2 separate regions of the Danio rerio genome follow, and region 1 is linked to region 2. A link is a contact called in public HiChIP or PLAC-seq data. All regions are on one chromosome and are shown on one strand. Each heading gives the region's core, a stretch centred on a gene start, on an enhancer-like site or on the middle of the called end of the contact. The rest is flanking DNA. Distances are from core to core; before and after follow the strand shown.

Evidence for each region. HiChIP or PLAC-seq counts read pairs in DNA pulled down with a chosen protein or histone mark.
Region 1: a contact with region 2 is called in an H3K4me3 HiChIP or PLAC-seq map of embryo, with 4 times the contacts expected there. The contact joins the promoter of slc38a3b here to the promoter of inka1b in region 2. A contact is called at or near these places in 1 of 18 Hi-C or Micro-C datasets (skeletal muscle) and 1 of 4 datasets of contacts at active chromatin or transcription factors (embryo).

What each region holds. Positions count from the first base shown.
Region 1 is chr6:55,955,533-55,959,341 of GRCz12tu, forward strand. It overlaps slc38a3b (solute carrier family 38 member 3b), which reads right to left and starts at 2,148. Exons shown (of 16, transcript XM_009302723.5): 1 at 1,988-2,148.
Region 2 is chr6:55,776,188-55,780,611 of GRCz12tu, forward strand. inka1b (inka box actin regulator 1b) reads right to left here and starts at 1,871. Exons shown (of 3, transcript NM_199788.1): 1 at 1,774-1,871; 2 at 1,630-1,683. The coding sequence starts at 1,632. gnai2b (guanine nucleotide binding protein (G protein), alpha inhibiting activity polypeptide 2b) reads right to left here. Exons shown (of 9, transcript NM_199842.1): 9 at 3,771-4,424.

The DNA.
Region 1 (3,809 bases), core at 898-3,397, 180 kb after region 2:
TTTTTTTTCTGGGAGTCTAGCAGTATTCAGCTACACAAATTGAGTTATCAAATGTAAACAGTGTAGTTTTCATTGTGTGTGTTTGTGTGTATATACTTAAGTACAATCAATCTATTTTAAAGTTAAAAAACATTATAATTTCTTATGGATGAATGATTTAATCGTTTATACAATCACATGCCTTTAAAACACAAACACAGTCAGCGGTGGTTTCTGGTCTACTATAATCCATGCGAGTATTGCGACACCAATGTTGAGACGATATATTGTGCAGCCCTACAGTACATAATATGTTACTAGATATTTTCAAGATACTAGTTCTTGGCTTAAAGTGACTTTTAAAGGCTTAACTAGGTTAATTAGGTTAAAGTTAGGGTAATTAGGCAAATTGTGGTATAACAGTGGTTTGTTCTGTAGACAATCGAAAACAAATATTAATTAAGGAGTCTAACAAATATGGACCTTGAAATGGTTTTTAAAAAAATAGCTTTTATTCTAGATGAAATATGACTTCAACTATATATAGCATAGAAAATACTGCAATGTGAGATTTTTCCAGTATCGTGCAGCCCTACAGTAATGTAAATGAACTTCAACGCCTCAGACATGACGGCTGGACCTGCAAAATCACGAGCTCATCTCTGGCCTTGGACATAAGGTCAGTGACCTGGCGTCTGTCAAAATCTCTGACCTCAATGAATGCGCATGTTTACATCCAGGACCAGGACAAAATGTGAGCGCCGGTCAGTCACGTTCAGCTGATGTCATGTGTTTGTCTTTAGAAAATGCTGGAATATTCTTGTTTACTCGTGATAATTGATTTTACAGTGACGTCCGCTGAAAAACAGACATTTATTTCATCACATGGTCACACCTCCTATAGATTTTGCCAAATTATTACAACACAAATCATCAAAAATCTGACTTTTAATCTGGGATCTGTACAAACATGTCATATTCATTCATTAATTATTCTACTGGTGATTTTCCACTTTCTCTGTGACCTCTAACCTCTCGTTCCCTGACCATAAGGGATTCCACAGACTCCTTACAAGCCATCTGGCCAGCCAAAATTCAATATATTGCAATACATATAATGTATTCAGATATATACCAATATGACGTGTTTATTCAAGGTGATCTAAAACCAAAGTTCGCCCTCCTAAACTCAACAAGGATGCAAATCTTATTTGGGAAGGCAGCAGAAGGATAAAACATATGTTACAAGTCCTGTTTAAATAAGGAGTGGGCACATATGGAAAGAAAATACAAGCAAATGATGCAAAGAATAGATTTATAGATCTCATTATCCTTTGCTAAAAGTTAATTATACGTTTTATTGTCAGACAATTATTCTTTTAATGTTTTGTTTAGCCATAAAACAGGAGAAAATACATTATTGAACAATTACTGACAAATTAGCCAATGTTGATAATATTTTGCATTTTAAATATTATAATAAAAGTTCAAAAAAAAGTTTTTAAAAATGTTTCTAACGAAACCTGACATTCAATTAATGCATTTCAGCATTTTTTAGATAATTTCAATTTATTATTTTTTGTAATATCTATATTAAATGAATTTTAATCGGAAATTAAAAGCATTCCCATCATAAAAAAGGTGCACAACTGGTTGTATTTTAATGTATTTCTGAATAATACATTATATCACTGAATAAAACATTACAGTCAGCGTATCACGACAAAAAAAACGTGACGTCACTGATTTATTTACAACGTAACAGACCTACTTTACATAGGTATAACCTATGAGAAAAAAACCTATGAGACCATCAAAAAAGGAATCAAACATGCTGCATTTGCGTCCACAATAACTGTATACATTCACAATAAGTCAATTTCCACATCATTTACATTTAACTGCGGTGTTTTTCTTCAGTCACTTTGCGTTTTCTAATTCCCTAGCCTCAAAATATACTCTTTAAAAGTAATAGCTCACACGTTACACACAAACACACGTTACTCACCGGTCAGTGATCAGAAAGCCCTGTCGAGTGTGACGAAAAAGGATGTTTCTGGGTTAAATTTCCAGTGTTTTGGATGTTTAATGTTCCTGCAGTTGTTCTCCTCGTGTGGTTTGTCCACAATTGAGACAAAGCACGTCTCTCACAGCTTTGAGAAATGAAGTGAATTGAAGAAGGTTGTATGGATGAGTAGTGGGGGTTGTTTATGTCCCGCCCTATGAGGGTTTCGACCAATAGGAGTTGAGGAGACGCTCTAGTGGTCACTCCCACTCCTAGAGAAGGACTGTGTTGATAACCTGTTCATCGGTAGGCTACATTATAAACAAAAATTCGTAACACTAAAACATACAAGATATAAGTACAATTTTAATAATATTAACACTACATGGGTATTTATAATACATTTATATATTTAATATAATTTTACAAATTCTGCTTAATTTTTTTGTCAGTAAATTTACATGTAACATTTATATATTAACATTTAGAAGATTTTTAACATTGAAGCACATAGCAACACAATATAATAATAATACAACAATAATAATAATAATGATTAAAATGTTTTATTAAAATTAATTAATTTTAAGAAAGGGGAGGGATCGTTTAGATATACAATACCTGTACCTGTCTAAGAACAAAATACTGTCTATATTTTTTCTGTTTCAATGTAAAGGACAACAAATTAGATGAATTAACAACAAAAATGTAAAATATACATTTAATATAAATATACTATTATATTAATATAATATATACATTTAAATAAAGGAAAAACTAATGAAATTAAAAATAAACATTAAAATTAGATTAATTTATTGCACAAAATTAGCTAAAATAACATATGAATAAATTTTAATAAAATATATATTTTTAATTAAACATTAAATTACAGTTAAATTTATGTAAAAAAATAATGATTAAGTCATGATACATAAACAAGAAAAAAATATGTATTTATTAGATTAAAATAAACAAATGTAAAAAATAAAAAATAATGAAAAATAACATATAACATAAATAAAAATATTTACTTTAAATTAAACATTAAATTACAATTAAATTTAAATAAAAATACATGATTAAATTGAATTAATTATAAATAAATAATAAATAAATATTTATGTATTAGTTTAAAATAAATAAATGTAAAAAATAATAAGAATTAAAAACAATATAATAAAAATGAAATATAATTTTTTAAATAAAACGTTTAATACACGTACAATTAAATTTAAGTAAAAATATATGGTTATTAAATTAAAGTGAAGATACATAATAAAAACATTTATTTATTAGATTCAAATAAATACATTTAAACAAAATAATAATAATAATAAAAAATGACATTTGATAAAATAAAGATAAATAAAACATTTTTAACTTTAAATTATAATTAAAATAAAGTAAAAAAAAGTAAATGATTGAATTAAAGTCATGATAAATAAATAATAAAATAAATAAGTTATTAGATTCAAATCAATAAATGTAAAAATAATCTATAATAATAATTAAAAATAACCTAATATGTATACATATAAATAAAATATTTATATTTCAATTAAACTTTAAATTACGATTAAAATAAAGCAAAAATATTATTAAATTTAATTAATGACATATAAATATTTATTAAATTTAAAAAATATTTAAATTAAAATAAATAAATTTAAAAAATAAAAAGTAATAATTAAAAAACATATAATATAAATAAATATAAAGAAAATATATTTTTATTAAGTATAAAATTACAATTAAATTTCAGTAAAAAATTAATCATTAAATTGGATTAATGATAAATAGATAATAAAAAAGATTTATTTAT
Region 2 (4,424 bases), core at 621-3,120:
TTAAATCCTCCAGAATGTCTCGACTCACAGAATTCCATCCTTAGTTCTTTAAATCAACATCAAAAGACTCCCCTCGTCCAGGCCTGGCCAGATCAAGAGATTTCAATCAGTTCAGGGTCCACACCTTTCCACCATAGAAAGCCCCTGTTTTCCAGCGATACCATTCCCTGCTCTCAGATCATTTACTTTACTTTCACTTCCATCTCTGCCATAGCTGTAAGCATTCGGAATTTTACAGGAATGCTTTTGAAAAACACCCATCTAAGTGAAGCAGCTCTTAAACTGCAGACGGGTTTGAGGAGAGCTATAGGACCAATGCTGTTATCACAGCTGTGAGATCTTAGCCATTTGGCTCTCTGTGTGTGTGTGTGTGTGTGTGTGTGTGTGTGTGTGTGTGTGTGTGTGTGTGTGTGTGTGTGTGTGTGTGTGTGTGTGTATAGAGCCAGCGGTTGCCAGAGGCCATGAAAAATGCATAGAAGTTGGGTGGTGGTTAACCTTCATCACTGCTGAAAACCTACATTTTATTTCACTACCCAGATTACAGTAGAAGACAGTTTATTATGCCTGAGGGAGGCACATAATACACCAGACAATGCCACATTAATACTGGAGTTAGTACTGAATATTAATGCAGCGTCTGAACAAAGGAATTCAATTTGAATTCAACTGACAGTTTAGAGGAAGTGCTGAGAAACTAACAATTGTATATTAATAATAATAATAATAATAATGTTGTTGTTTTTCCATGGTTGTTCAAACAATAATAAATCGCAAAATAGGATCTACTCTGAGCATTTGTTTTCATTTGTAATACAATTTCATGTTACCACAACACCATGTTTACACTGTAAAAATCCTCTATGGAGAAATTAAGTTAACTTAATAGATTTACAATTTTAAGTTGATTGAACACAACACCATTATTGAGTTTGTTTTGGACCACTTAATTGTTTTGTTTCAGCTTATTTTAAATGTGCAATTTGAACAATCGTCATTTTGTGTAGTTGTTACTACAGTAAATCTTTGTAAAAGCTGCAACAAACTATCTTTAAAGCAAATCAGACATTTAGTCATTTACTACTAACGTTACTACTGTTACTACAATTTAAGTCTTTTTTTTTTGTTGCTTTTTATACTGTATATAAAGCTAGAGTACACATTTTTCTACAAAAAAAGTAAATGTCTCATCTTCTTTACTACTATTAAAGTAATTTTTTTGCTTTATATACTGCATTTAAAGCTAGAGGACACGTTTTTATTTAGCAAAAATAGAGATGTCTCGTCTTCTTTACTACTATTAAAAAGTCATCTATTTGCTTTATATACTGTATATAAAGCTAGAGTTCAACTTTCTCTACAAAAATAGAGATGTCTCTTTTTCTTTACTACTATTAAAGTCATTTTTGCTTTATATACTTTATATAAAGCTAGAGTACCCAGTTTTCTACACAAAAAAAAGAGATGTTTTTTGGTTTGTTTTTGCTTTATATAAAAGCTAGAGTACACACGTTGTGTGTTTTTTCCCCTAGTAAGTTATATACACAACTGCTACAAATATGAATAATCATCTCTAAAGACTTATACGTGTCCAAATAAAGTCAAGCAAGCAAGTAAAAGCAGAACACTCACCATGTTTGTTTATTTTCCGCTGTTAGTCCACCTTGAAATATTTTTTACTTTTCCCTGAAAATAAAGATACGTCCGCCATTAATATTTTTTTCAAATAATGCAAAATTGAGTCTATCACGACCTAAGAGCGTTCGAGACACTTACCAAATTGTACCCAAAATAATATTTCCCAGATGTATAAATCAGTCAAGCACAGCGCTAATAGCCGCGTGTCCTGTTATCAGTCTGTATGAGTTTGCTTTGCAGAGAGCGGTGCTGCTGAGTGCTTTTGAGCGTGCCGTCAGTTTCCTGCCAGCACCATCTCAACCAATCAGAGACGCGCGTCATTGTGTCATCCAATCATGACGCGAGAAATGAAACGTGAGTAAATAATACAAGCGCTTCACACCTGAGATCTGCAGGACTTATTAATTCAGGATGCATTAACAAAAATTACAATAACTAATGGAGCCTTTGACAAATGTGTTACAATTATTAAGACTATTGACATTAAATAACTTCTATTATGATATTCTATAATATGTAAAAAAAAAAAAAAATCAGATTGAAAAACAGATGCTTATGTAGCTTATTGTAAAGTGTGCATTATATTAGGCAGCATTTATTAAATGTTACAAAAAATATATATCTTTTTTTACAAAAATGGTTACATATTTATTTATTAAATATTTATTACTTGTATGTAGTTTTTGTAAGCTTTTATTAATAACATCCTCAAATAATAATAATAATAATTAATATTAGAGTGATTTCTGAAGGATCATGTGACTGAAGACAGAAGTACTGAAGCTGTAAATTCATCATTAAAATCACTGAATAAACTATTAAATTAAATTATAAACTACTTTTGAACAGTTATTTTATGGTGCAATAACATTTCACTTACACAGAGAGAGAGAGAGAAATAGAGAGGGAGAGAGGGAGGGAGAGAGAGAGGGGGGGGAGAGAGAGAGAGAGAGAGAAAGAGAGAACAATTAAATCAATAACTTACAAACATTAAATTTTTTGTAAGGTTTTTTTTACTTCAAAAATGTACGTTTTCCCAACAAATTGAGAAAAAATAAAAAAAACATGCTGTAATGTTTTTTTTTATTTATTTATTTATAAGTAACTATTATAACTATTAATAAGCTATGAACTACAAACATGAAATTAACTAGACATCAAGATTAGGCACCACTGAACCATGGTAAGACTACAGTACTTTCCCAAAGATCATTTTGGTCTAATATATAAAAAAAAATTCTAATATTCTCCCAATTGTAGTTTTAGCTTTTTATCTTGTAGGTAATTAAATGTCTCTATTATTCTCTTATGAATTAGTTTGGCTGGATCAGTCCTTCTTTGTCTCTCTTACGCCACCACGCGGTCAAAAACAGCACTGCAGGCAATAAAGAACTTGAATACAACAGCATAAGAGGCATTCTACCAGAAACGTACATGGTCTGTCCCTGAAATAAAAACATAAATACAGTGTATATAAAGTATTTAATCACAAAAAAAAAATCTAAAATGGACTGATTTCTGTGAGTTGTTCTGTAAAGGAATGTTATTTGTTTAGTTCTCAGACTTTTTTTCTTTATTAAAACACTTTACAAATGTACAAACCCTGTGATTGTCTTTGTCCTCAGCCCAAATGAACCTACAGCTTTAACAGTTTTGTTATGCTAAAAACTGTTTTTTAGAAGAAAAAAACTTCAGAAACAGCAAGTTTAAGCTGTTTTCATTCATTCTACATACTACAAATAAATACTACAAATATATAATACAAATAAATTCACAATTGTCCCCATGCTTCTGTCAATCCTGTCACATTTGCATTACATTAAGTCATAGCCTTAAAGATGTATTGCACGCATTTTATGTTCAGAGGAAGTGACATATTTTGACGGAGGAGAGAAGCTGAAAGTGTGATTAAGGATGCCTTCTATTATTGAATTGTATGACTTGATGCTTGTTTTGTATGTTTTTTTATTTTATTTTTTATTTTTTGAGGACAAGAAGCCTAAAGGACAGGCCCTGTCACATTTTTTATTGGTGAAAATGTACATTTCTGGTAGAATGTCCCACAAAATGACACACAAATCACCAAAAAATGTTAAAAGAGACACTTGATATAAAAGACACAAAGAGCACAGGTCTATCTTACATATCAACTTTTATTTCCAATGAAATAATTAGTAAGGAATTCAGATAATAACCCAAAGACTGTAGTCTAGTTTTATTATTATTATTATTTAGCTCTTAAAATGTGCTCAACACTTGTACACTTTCCATTTGATAGAGTGAATAAAAACAGCCCTATGATCTACAGACAGTGAAAACAAGGCACAGACATCGCGCCAAAGGAAGATGGTGTACAGCAATGAGGACAGGGAAATGTGAGGGCGGACACAATATATATTTACACGTTAGTGGACAGAGATGACGCTATAGAGAGTGTAAAGGGACGTCACGCTGTGTGTTTTGGAGCTTTTTCGAGCAGGTTCAGATGGTCCGTCATGCAACAATATACAGATTGAGTGTGGGATGAGGATTCGGTGCTGATGTTTTACAAAAAAAAAAAAGAGATGTCTCGTTTTCTTTCTGTGCTCACATTTACTTTACAAAAGAAGCATTTTGAGTTCGATAAAATTAGCACATCCATAAAAGAAGTGTTCGCCCGACCCTGCTGTCAAAAAACATAACCTAAAAGCTCAATAGAAACAAACAAAGAAAAAAAAAAGAATAATCCCGACTCTCCACTCATCGCTGGGCTGAAAATTAAATATGTACACACTGAGACTGATTTAAAA